Linked DNA regions of Mus musculus: region 2 is linked to region 1. A link is a contact called in public HiChIP or PLAC-seq data. All regions are on one chromosome and are shown on one strand. Each heading gives the region's core, a stretch centred on a gene start, on an enhancer-like site or on the middle of the called end of the contact. The rest is flanking DNA. Distances are from core to core; before and after follow the strand shown. Region 1 holds the start of Lrig3 (leucine-rich repeats and immunoglobulin-like domains 3). Region 2 overlaps Gm29944 (a long non-coding RNA gene).

Region 1 (6,079 bases), core at 1,379-3,878:
AGACATTCCTAACTTGTAGATTCAACAAAGGAAACAAAAGACACACAGCATATTTTTTTTTTTCCTGAACTTTCTCATAAACTATTCTAAGGACAAATGTTTGCTATTTTAAAAGCCCGAGGAAGGAGGGCTGTGGTGAACAATACACAGTTTCTATGCACTCCTCGGTCTTGGAAGCCATCTACTTAAGAGCTTTTGTAATTATGTAAGGTTTAACTAGGAGCAGCTCACACCTCCTATGGCAATACACAAAATAACAGAGGAGAAGGACTGCATGTTGCCTTTTGCTCTTCTCTGAGGAGGGGAACAGACCTTCGAGAGTAAACAAAGGAAGCATTGACAATAAAGAACCTGAGACCACATGGCTTGGGGACCGTCCTAAGACGGTCAGAAGTCACAGAAGTACAAGGATGGACAGGCTGTGTGATGAGCGATCACAGCAGGGCTTCTGACAAGAGACCCAGCGCTTATTTATACAAGTGGATTGTATTTTCACATACGTTTAAGGAATGCAGACGTGTATTGAGACAATTTACTACTGGCGGAAATGTAATTAAAGACTGTGCTAACCAAATAAACTGTAATTTGTTTTTAGTGTGCCACCAAATTATCTGCAAAACAAAATCCTAATTAGGTCAGCTCCCTTTAAGAACGTTTAAATAGGTATCAAATCCACTCCCCCCACCCCCCACGCGCTCCCTTTTGATTCAACTCAATTTCCAATCAAGGTCCACACAGTTTTCTGAAATCCATCTACATCTAGTGGGCCACCTGTCATTGAGAAACTACTGGGTAAAGTTAGACTTCGTAAGCATTTCTAAAGGCACTCCAGGGAGACAGGGAAGGTCTTAGTTCCCCCCCCCCCCACCTCCGCCCTTCTAGCATCCATAGGTGCCCTCCCCCCATGCTCCATTCCATATGTTGTCAGTAGAGAGCCAGTCGGCTTTCAGGAAGGCAGCAGTGTGACCCCCCACCCGGCAAGAGGCAATTGAATGGAATTAGCCACAACTAATTGAAAGTCTTCCTGCTTCAGGCTCAGGTCTTTATCTCCCCTTTCACGAGTAATAAAAGCTGCTACATCAGACATTCCATAATCAGCCATTAAATATCAATCCAATTCTCGTTAATTCTATTTCCTTATTAAACTCCCTTTTAAGAGAGCGTGTTGTTTGATGGTCAACAGCTTATAACTGATGAAACAATGTAGGTTGGGACACTGGATCAAAACCACGATTTCTTAAGCCGCCTGGCCAATATTGTCAGGACCTACGAGTGTTTAAGAGCTGAGAATGTCTGCTAGGCCTAAATTTCAGAATCTTTAAGTATGAAGTGATTTGATTTCTTTTAAACGGGACAACTTCTTTTTTTTTTAAGTGCAACTTTTGCTTTTTTGCTTATGGCTTAAACGCCCCCTCCAATTTTAACAAAATTAGGGGTTGGGAGAGAATAAAGAGAGCTGACATTTGTAAGGACTCGCATTTCCAAGTAAATTATATTTTCTTCCGTGTTCTATCCACACAGTTGGCAGTGACTTCGGGGTTTCTGGCTTCCCAGCTAAAATCCGCCAAACAGCACTCAGCGCAGGCTCTAAACTTGCCCAGATCTCGGTTGTGAAAACCTACTTCCTTTGCTTAATCTACCCGATCAGTCTTCGCACCCAACTTCTCACAGTAACCAAGACGCAGACGCATTTCAAAGTGGCCCGGGAGCGAGGCTGATGGTCTGCTAATGTGAAATTAAGCACTGCGGAGAGAAAAAGTCTGTGCGGCTTTGCTTGAGCAAGGGGGGTTATAAGAGAAAGGCGCGCCTGCAGTGACCGTCTAGGGACCCTAACTAACCCCTGAGAAGCTACAGTTGGGCCAGTTTCCTACATAAACTCAGAAGAAAACTTGCAAAATACAGTGTCTCGCAGACTGGCTCCCAATCGCAGGCGTCGGGTCTGCTGGCCTAGGAGTGGCGACTCAAGAACCCACCTGCGCGGATGCAGAGGGAGACTGAGTCCCCCCACAGGGCTCCGGTAGCGGCCTGGGCGCTGTATAGTGCGCTCTGAGCCCCGGGCCTAGGCGGACTCTTCTGGTCTCGCACCCCTGGCGGGCCGGTCTCCTTCACCCCACCGGAATGATACTGATACTCACAGCCGTGTGACCCAGGCCGGGAGAGGATCGGGAAGGCGAACCAGCCGCCGCCGGCTGCAGTCCAGCAGGTCCCCGAGGCAGTGGCAGGCGGCTGGACACGGGCGCTGCGCATCGTCGTCCAAGAGCTGCCCGGGAGCCCCGTGGCCTCCGCTTCCCGCCGGGCCCGCGCGCCCCAGCCCCGCGCACAGCAGCAGTCCCAGCGCCGCGGTGGCCGCTCGGAGTCCGGGAGCACCCATCGCCGCGCGCCCCGCCGCCTCCGGTTCGGCCCGGAGCTCTACAACCTCGCGCACCCCCAAAAGCACCGACTCCCAGACCGGGCTGGACACGCCGATCGCCGCCTCGTGCTCCTGGTGGCTCAGTCCCCGCACTGAAGGCCTCGCATGCCCCTGCACAGCGGGAGAGCCAGCAGCGGAGGACCGGCAGCCACGGTGAAGGCAGCCCGAGCGGCGTCCGAGAACGGGATGGCACGCCGAGAAACTTTTCCGCCTGCGGCGGGCGGCGGGGCGCGATGTCCCGGCGCGGCGGAACGGCGAGGCGGGGCGAGAAGGCGGGCGCGCGCCCATTGGCCCGCCTGGCACCCGCGGCCACGTGACAATAACAAGGCTCCAGCCCCGAGCCGGCGCCCGGGAGAAAGTGGAGCTGAGATTGTAGGAAATTCCGAGTTACATTTTCCAGCGTCTGCAGCCAGCAGTCTCCGCTATGTCCTGAGAACCATAGATCAGATGGAATGGGAGGGCAAGAGCGAGCCAGCGAAGGAGCGAGCCAGCGAAGGACTGAGCCGGCTGGTGCTCTGAGCTGCAGTTACTTAAGGGAAACTTTAGAGAGTACAGTTAAAGTAGTTGCAGTGTTCCAAGGCCTTTCAATTCCTAGCGAGAGAACTGTGTCGATTATTATATTGTTGGCGAATGAAACAGTGGCTTTCATAAAAAAAATTAATATCGGTGCCAGTGAGGTCTTTTATGCCCATAAATTGGACATATATAATGTATATGTATGCGTATTTGTATATGATGTATATGTATAGCCTGGCAACCCAGCACTGTATGGAAGAGGCAGGCAGACCTATGAGTTTCGGGCCGGCCAGGACAACACAGTGAGACCCTGTCTCAAACGTATGTGCACATGGATGGATGGCTAGATGGATGGACAAAGGACATGGTTTGGGATATGGGAGCTTGGTTTATAATAGATGGAGCTGGAGGGAATGATAATAAATTAATAAATAACTAAATAAATTAATAAACTAAATAATAAATTAATAAATCCAAGTTGGCAATCAGATTCCAAACAATAGTAGCTAAGAAGAATAAAAGCAACCACACTAATATATGCTAAGACCTTGAAAGAAAAAGCACACGTGCGCATGCACACACGAACGCACGCACAAACACACGTGCACATGCACACACATGCTTACACACACACACACACACACACACACACACACTTACCTTAGTCTACCTGCCTTTTGAATGATGACATTCTTGACTGAAAAGTCTACCAGACTTAAATAAGCTTATCTGTCTGTGGGGTATATTGAGGGAGGAGGTAGAACCAAAATACCAGGCACCCCTGAAGTCTGTCTGGATGTACTCAGCCTGTAACCTGGGTAGCAAGGTGTTGAAAATAATGGAGACCTCAGAGTTGATCTGCTAACACCTCAGGGAAAATAGGTCCCAAAGAGATACCTAACATTTTGTAGGGTGACATAAACTAATTTTAAGGCTCTGTTTCTGTAGGTTGTTGGCTGCATGGTATCTGCCCAAGCATGTCTGTGACTTGGGTTACTTAATCAGCTAGTTGATGCAGGATGAGATAGCTGATGGAATTGAGACTTTAACCCCATGACCATTGACTTGCACTGTAGCGTTCACCTGTGTAAGCACGGCCATTCATGGGGAAATAAAAGACTCTGAAGTTGGCACACCCTAGTTTAGGTGAGATATCCCCTCCCCTTTCTTCTGCCTGCCTGTAGCTTTGCCACATTTTAGAACGATAGACAAGAAATAGCTATAATTACAGGGCTTCCATTAAGATCCACAACAATTGGGCAATGGATTTTTCAGGTTCCTCTTGCATCTTGCTTGACTAATCTGCCTAAGGAAAACCTGGTTTGCTACTCTGAAGTTTTTAAAAACAAGAGCAGTGTCAGTATACACATGCCCGTGCCGTTACATGGCGTGGGTGTCTTGACTTGCTCCTGAGATGCCAGAGACAATTGAAGTCCGTCATCGTTCGGTGACGCTGGGCTCACTTTTCCTGGGTACACTCACTTTCACTTTCCTCATGAATTAAATTTACACTTCTATGCTTATAGTCACATCTCCTCCTGATAACCTGATTTCCAGTTTAGAACTTTCTCCTAAATCACACACACACACACACACACACACACACACACACACACACGCACACGCACACGCACACGCACACGCACTCGCACATTCAAATGCAATGCATCCAGAATCATGTTTCAACATCCCTGAACCTCCCTCCTTTTCTCCCTGTGTTTTCTGACTCAAAAAAGGATGCTTCACCCCATCCAGGTAAAAACCCTAGACCCTAGAAGGCCAAGCTGCATCCTTGGCACTGTCTCCATAACCAACCAGCAGCTTCTGTTGAAGCCAACCTAGAAAGTACCTGTCTCCATCTCCTCTGCAAGCTCTGGCCCCAGGAATCAGAACACCACCTCCTTCTTCTGTCTGGTACTCCAGTTCTCAGTTCTCGCCTCACAATGCAAAGAGAGCTTCAGAAAGCTCAAACCAGGGCCTAGGATCCCACTGCCTGATGACTCTCATGGGTTCCATTGTCTTAGAAGTAAAGTTTGCAATAACCTTTTTAGTTCACTAGAGCCTCACCCCCACCCCATAAACTGCAAACTCCCCCATATACTGCATGTTTTTCTCTTTCACTTTCTGCTCCTTCAATGGCTGTCCTGATCACTCGGCCTCTCCTTAGCCTGGTCCATTTGTATATCAGGAATCCTTACCAAACACACTTCCCTAAGATCTGCTTGGATCCCCTGAACCCCCCCACCCCACCCCGACTGGCTTGAGTTTCTTAATCAGCTAGTTGTGAATACAATCAAAGCTTTTTTTTTTTTTTTTAAATCAGGCTCCCCTCTATCATATCCTTGGATAAGGTCCTGTCACTCTCTGTCCTCTCTGTAAAATCTGCTGACTATGGCCTAGGCCTCCTCTGGAGGCCACCAGGTCCTCCCTGTTATACTCTTCTTCATGTGTGGGCCCCTGACAATACCTGATCTTTTGTAAGTCCAGGCTGGTTTATGTTTATAAATCCACAATTAAATTGGGCATTGAGTTAACCAGATAAATATGAGTGTAACAAAAAGAAATACACTTATTTTTTATGCTTAGGACCTGGGAGCATGGGACATATCCTTTAAGGGTAACCACTGAAGCAACATCATCAAATTAGATTAGAAGAAAAAAAAAAAAAAAGACCATTGTAAAAATGGGAAGGAGGCACTTAGCTCCCTTAATGCTCCTGTAACAAAACACCTGGTACTGGAAACTTAAGTAAGGTTAGCACATGCAAGATCAGGGGTTAACACCTAGAGAGAACCCTCCTGCTGTACCACCCCAAGATGGTACAAGAGAGGAAAAGGGGGAAGGGGAGGAGAGGAGAGGATGAGGAAAAGGCAGTATTCATCCTTTTACCTGCTGCAGCCAAATGTTATCAATCCATCAACAACGCCAGAGCCTTCAAGAAGCCTTCGAAGTCAACATCATGGCTTTGGGGTTAAGCCTGCAGGACAAGACACAGAGGACACATTCTACCAAGGGCATTCTGGGTCTTTAGGGTCTTCGCCACAGTGGAAGTGCATTTCCTACTCTGAGGACAGTTTGTTGCCAGGTCAAGTTTGGCCCCCTTTCCCTCTCTTTCCCTCCCTTACCCTTGTTCCTTCCTTTCTGCCTCTGCTT
Region 2 (6,409 bases), core at 20-2,519, 49 kb after region 1:
GAGTGTCTTGTCTTTACTTGTTCGTCTGTTTCTTACTTTCTTTTTGGTTTAACACAATGTATGAAGTGAACACACAAGAGTGAAATTTTCTGTGGAAACTTTAAACATTTTGGTTTGAATTGTATCGAGTGAAAGTCGGTTTATTTAAAACATAAAGCAAAGAAAATATTTTATACAACCATTAAAAATTCTCATTTAAGAGAATAAATGTCCTGCTGTATAATCTTTTAATGTAGCGAGGATAGGATCTGAAGACAAATTCCTTAACAGAGTTGAAAATCAATTAAAGATATAATTTGTGGGATTATATTTGCTACCTAACTCGGTGAGCTTTCCTCATTATTTTTTTCCTTTTACTCCACCTAGGCACTTTGCCATTGTTTCAATACATCCAGATAAAAAACCGTCAACGGAATGCTCTTCCAATTCACTGTTGCTGTCTCCTGCCCTGCCTCTGTGCGCTGCTGCAAACTCTCAGGAAATGCCTGGCATGGGGACCTGTAATGACTTAATTACGGTGGGACGCTGAGGCTCTCCTGCTATTGCTTCCTGCACAATTTTAACACTGAGAGAAACAAATTAGGTAGGTGGCCATGAGATCATCCCGGGACAGATGCCTTAGTCACCCAACGCCTAAAACACCCAGCCAGAGGAGTAGCCTGGTCACACCTGGAGTTGCCCCTGTGATTTCTGGAGACCTCAGCAGCATTCCAGAAGCGTCCCTCAAAGCTTTGGCTTTATGTCAAGGTTCACACCCCGTGCACAGTGTGCATTCCAACCCCCGCCCCTACCCTCCTCATCCCCCATCCCGCCCTGAGCATTTTGTTTCCTTCTAAACTTGGTAGTCTCAGATGCATCGCTAGTACTGAAACAGAAAAAGAAGCTGGGTTTGTCTTTTCTTTCCCCTCCCCCCTCCCCCTCTCCTCCCCCCTCCCCTCCCCTCCCCTCCCCCCTCCCCCTCTCCTCCCCCCTCCCCTCCCCTCCCCCCTCCCCCTCTCCTCCCCCCTCCCCTCCCCTCCCCCCTCCCCCTCTCCTCCCCCCTCCCCTCCCCTCCCCTCCCCCCATCCCCCTTCCCCTTCCCCTCCTCTCCCCTTTCTTTTCTTTTGTCTTTTTTTTTTTTTAAAGAGAAGATCTTAGAACACAGCCTCAAATCTCTGCCCGATTCTCCAGAGTGCTGGAATTATAGACAGGGACTGTAGCACAAAGCTCACTTACAATTACTGATGTGTTCTCTAAAGCAAGCACTAGAAATTTTCATAGCAGTCTGGTCTTAGCAGGAAAGTACCTGGTGAAGGCAGCTTTTCCTTCTGCCGGAAATGGATACGCACCCAGTACTGTCAGGATAAGACAGGTTCCAGTTTCCACTCCAAGAAATTTCTAAATGTGTCCTCCGCTTTGGTGACCGACTAACCAGTGACTTCCAGACTCTCCCTGCCCCAGATCCTTTCTTGACATATAAACTCTTGGACAAAGGAAGGTTTCAGAAACTAAATCTCGTGGCTCAGGTGAACGAACTGCTGAATATCGTGAGCAACATCACACAGGTGCGCAGCTGGAGCCAAGGGAGAGTGTTCAGTCTAGATAACTTCTTTAAATTATCCTGACACAGCTTGCAGCTTGTTCATCTGGGAGTGTATTTAACCCGGGGTGGAGGTGGGGAGAGTGGGGGATGGGTGGAGAGAGTGGGGGGGGGATTTCCATGAAGATCACACCTTCCTTCTCTATACACGGTGAGCACCCAAGACAAGATGACAGAGATGAAAAGGAACATTTACGCTGGACTTGTCTGTGTTATAACACTTTTGAAAATATCTGTTTTTGTTGTCTTGTGATCAGTTGGGGAGAAATAACTTTTCTTCTGCTGTGTCCCTTCTATCAAATAATAATATTCAGAAAGAAATATTCAGAAAGAAAGTGTTTAAATGAATCAAGTGAGCCCTGGAGTAAATCTTGCTAGCTGTAATGTTTTTCATTGTTGAAGATCTGACAGCAAAGTGGCAGTGATTTTTTTTATATTTTATCTTAATTACATTATTTTTCCTTTCTTAAAAGAAGTCAAGATATATATATATATATATACATACACAAACATATATGAATATATATACATATATATGTACATATATATATCTTAACTATATTGATATATTATATTTATATACAATATTGTATGATTTATATATAATATATTTATGTATAATCTATTTTGATATATAGTTGTAAATATAAAGATTATATATTTAAAGGAACAAAGAAATATATAATATATAAAAATAAACAATATACACCATTAAAAAAAGAAATAAGCAAAAAAAAATCTACTCTGGAAAAAAAATTATCCAATTGGGAAGAAGGAGCTGAGAGGAATTGACACATAGCTCTAAGAAGCTAAAAATCTCAGATTGGCACATAAAGAAGGTTCCACTGGATGAGGCATTTCAGAAGCCGGATATGGTTGTGAGTGCCTCCTCAAATCTAGAGCCTTAGCACGAGGTTATCTAAGCCATGAAGACAAGGGTGGGCCAGTTGTGTCTGAGACATCCTGAATGGGACATGCCCCTGGTTGAATTGGGTATTGGATATCTATGACAGGGATGTCCAGTATCTAGGGTCATGTCCTCTAGACAAAGAAGGAATAGATATGGGGGCATGCATGGCTCAGGATATCTCTGTTGAGAGGTCTCCAAGGAGACAGCATTGAAGGTCAGAAGGAAGGAGGAGGTAGACTTGGTAGTGAGAGCTCAGATAGGGTTTGGGACAGAGCATGCCCACAGCGGATGAGGTTGGTAAGCCTGGGACAATGGGTGCTATACTTCTAAAAGCTGATCCTCATCTTTAGAGTTATTGAAGGTGTTAGACACAGTGGTGTAGTGGTTTGTAGATGTATCATCTACTCATGACGTCGACTTCTGTATTTGAGGCACCAGATACAACAAAATTAAAACAGGTATAACCTTTGATGTTGCCTATGATAGGGTTGTTTATTTGTTGATCTCAAAGGCACTTGAAATATCAGAAAGGAACTATTTATCAGTCTTGGCTCTAGATTCCCAATGAAGATGTTGGCTTACACATCCATGCTTTGGTGTTCTGTTCTGTTCTGTTCTGTTCTGTTCTTGTTCTGTTCTGTTTTGTTTTGTTTTGTGTGGTTTTGTTTTGTGATGAGGTGAACTTGTGTGTTGACTTCCCATAGAGTTTGAACATGTTCACAATCCTCATGGCATAGCTGGCCCTTTCCTTAGTCAAGAATTCAATAGAGCAATAGCCTTGAAACCATATATTAATACCGTCTGGAGAGCATGCCAAAAGCCATAGTGAAAACAAACAAACAAACAAAATAGCTACCATCTCTGAGCAGCTTCCCTGTTCCAAATTCTTGATGCAGTGAAGTTTGGGGGCAGCATGATTAGTAAATAAGTAAATAACCACATTTTTTGGTAGATTGTTTTGGCTGTTTGTGTACCTGATTTGCTCTTAGAGGGAGTGACAAAGATTTGCCTTTACAAATAAGATAAGCATATGACATTCTGAACGCCATTGGAGCTGGAAGCAAGATTCTTGGCCACATGACTAAACGGTACTCACCTGTCCCATCACCCACTACTCGTGGCCACCAGCATCTCTCAGAACTCAGAGCTTTCCTGGAAGTATCTCCCATGGTGATGCCAATAGCTGATGTCTGACCTTGGGAATATAATTTCTCTTTTGTGGTTGTTTTCTCAATTATACGACTTTAATGTCTTTTCAGGATCAAAAAATGCTATCCTAAAAGGGCATTGTTTACTGACTTCATGAAATCTTACTTTTTTTTTTTCATAAGGCAGTCATTAATATGCAGCTATTTTCATCCAAAACAGAGAGACACAATGCATAGTTCATATTCACCTATAAGTGACATGGAAGGAATGATGTTTTGATATTTACTAAATAAGATGTTGTTTTATAAGTTCTCTTGGTTAAGGCTGAGAGAGGCCAGGAGACAAGCTGTAGGCACTGAGGAAAATGCTATCACATGAGGCTGTTTTCTCTTGTCAGCAGTATTATAAATGTTACAACCTGGGCTCCCATTTATTCTTTCTCAGTGGTCTCCCTTTCAGATTTGGCATGGCAGTAATCACACATGGCTGGCATTGTGGGTATAGCGGGATTTGAAGGCCATCTGAGAGCTGGAAACAAGCATGTCCTATATAAAATAATTAAAACCACTGTAAGAATAATGTAGATGAATACTTAAATATCAATGAAGATAACATTAAGTCAACGCCACTACTTGTTAAAAATAGTATTCATAGGCTAGAGAGATGGCTCGCTGATGACTCTTCCAGATGTTCTGATTTCAATTCCCAGCAACTACATGGTGGCTCACAATCATCTGTTATGGGGTCCTATAAACTTTTCTGGTGTGTCTGAAAACAGCTACAGTGTACTCATAAACATAAAACAAATAAATAAATCTTTTTTAAAAAAATTAGTATTTATAACAGTTCATGATGGTTGGAAGCAATTTCAATGTAAACTTTCTTTTTTGTAGAAATTCTTGAGTATGCAAGATGATCACCAAAAAAGCAAACCAATTTTAAGTTCAGTGATATGACTAGCCAAAGGATTTTAGGAGCAAAATTACACACACACACACACAGACACACACACACACACACACACACACATACACAATCCTCTACTAACTTAGTACAAACAAAAATCAAGTTTATGCATAATTTGAGTATATTCTAACACAGTGGCTAGTGACTATAATAACGCAAAACCAGTATGATACAATAGCATTATCTAATGCTCACTAGCTGAAAAATAACCTAAGCTTCTGTCTGTTATGGATGTGCCATTGATTTCCTCCCCCATCTACTTCACATCCAGTCAATCTGGTTCAATATTTACTTACAATTTTAAATGATCTTACCCACTCTTCTCTGCATTAATACCAACCCCTCCTCTGAATAAGGAGTCCACTATTTAAGCTGAACTAGTTAGTACAAAGGTGTCCTGGTGTCATTTTCTATCTCCCTTCCCCTGTCTCTTTTGAGACAGTGATCTTTTAAACATAAAGCTGTCTTAATTCCTTCAGGGCCTCTTCATAGTACCAGGATGAAGGACTAATCATGGCATGCCAAACTCAAGCATTTTGCAGTCAGCCTTTTCCAGAACCCTCTTTATGCTCCAGGCAGAGGAAGTGGAAACATAGCCATCTACCTCAGGAACCAGAAGCAAGGGTCTGACCATCGTTCAGGATGGGTACTTGGTACAGACAAACAGGGAATAGAGTGAGACCCAATTAAATCTAAATTTTCATCAAAGGGAGGGTGTGAGACATTCCTGAGAGAAAAAGGAAGAGGGCCTTTCCACAGCCTGACTGCATACCTACTACAACCCATGCCTCATGTAAGGCCTTGCACGGATGAGACACTCAGGGAAACACAACCAGTGAATGTAGAGTCAGAATATGAAACGTAACTCTGAGGCCAATGTATTTCCCATTTACTACCTGCCTTGTTTGATCCTTAATCCCAGTCTTCTACAGAGACTCAAGACACCAAAAGCCTACCCTTTAATAAATGATGGGCAAATGAATAGTAGTCCAGAAGGAATCATCTCTAGGATAGGGCTTCTTGAAGGTCCCTGCTCATTCTGGGGATTGAGACAGTTCTTGTAGAGACTCAGTTCCTCTCCCCACATGTGTGAGACAAAGCTACTGTGGGCCAACCTGGTATACACAGACATTCTTGCAGCATGACTGCTGTGGAGACCTCCCTCCCCTGCCGCCAGCCTCACACTGTTGCCATTCTCTGAGTATAATGGCCGTATTTCCATGGCTTTAAAATGCGCCTGGTTGAGCTGCTCTGTTTAAATTTATTAGCGTATAGATGTAAATATTTCAAAGTGTTCACTGGAGCAAGGCGGGTAACCACTTGGAAGTTTGCCTGGCAGCTGCTTACCACCAGTCAAGGCATCTCTCATGGCAAAAGCCCTTCTGTCAGTGAAGGGGAAGAGGGGTGGTCAGCTGATAACCACAGCTCTGAGGGGTGGCCCATCGCTCTGTGTCACAGACCCGCAGAAGCTCATCTGTGATTCTGGCTTTCTGTTTTTCTCTGGTTGAGAAAGATCTGTTTAAAGATGTAACAATGACTTATGGCATATTTGGATCAGCGCTTTGATTAAAATAAATGGCTTCGAACTGCCTTCCCAGAATTCCCCACACCTGAATTTTTAAGTTAACAACTGAGAATATTTATTTGTACAAGCTCCTTTGGTCTCTCTTTGGAAAGTTTTCCAGATGGACCTTTCAATTGCAGTCTGCTCCCAAATAAATCAGAACTCAGAAAATAAAACATCTCACTTCAAATTAAACAGAGGAAGAAGGAGGTGGCCATTGCCCAGGAAGTGGGAGTAGACC

Evidence for each region. HiChIP or PLAC-seq counts read pairs in DNA pulled down with a chosen protein or histone mark.
Region 2: a contact with region 1 is called in an H3K4me3 HiChIP or PLAC-seq map of embryonic stem cells, with 27 read pairs. The contact joins the enhancer-like site here to the promoter of Lrig3 in region 1. A contact is called at or near these places in 5 of 39 promoter capture datasets (the 3T3-L1 cell line, the HPC-7 cell line, liver and 1 more), 2 of 484 Hi-C or Micro-C datasets (both in embryonic stem cells), 5 of 115 datasets of contacts at active chromatin or transcription factors (embryonic stem cells, neural tube and stem cell-derived neural progenitor cells) and 2 of 9 other capture datasets (embryonic stem cells and pancreatic islet).

The regions. Positions count from the first base shown.
Region 1 is chr10:125,962,768-125,968,846 of GRCm38.p6, reverse strand. It overlaps Lrig3 (leucine-rich repeats and immunoglobulin-like domains 3), which reads right to left and starts at 2,628. Exons shown (of 19, transcript NM_177152.5): 1 at 2,136-2,628. The coding sequence starts at 2,371.
Region 2 is chr10:125,911,876-125,918,284 of GRCm38.p6, reverse strand. Gm29944 (a long non-coding RNA gene) reads left to right here. Exons shown (of 4, transcript XR_380919.1): 2 at 367-583. Among named protein-coding and RNA genes, the nearest start is that of Gm29944, 24 kb to the left of the region's middle. Within about 2 kb of position 1,269, at least 29 of the 459 cell types and tissues checked have an H3K27ac peak or open chromatin away from gene starts, as enhancers often do. A contact at or near this core is called in embryonic stem cells, where this site is marked.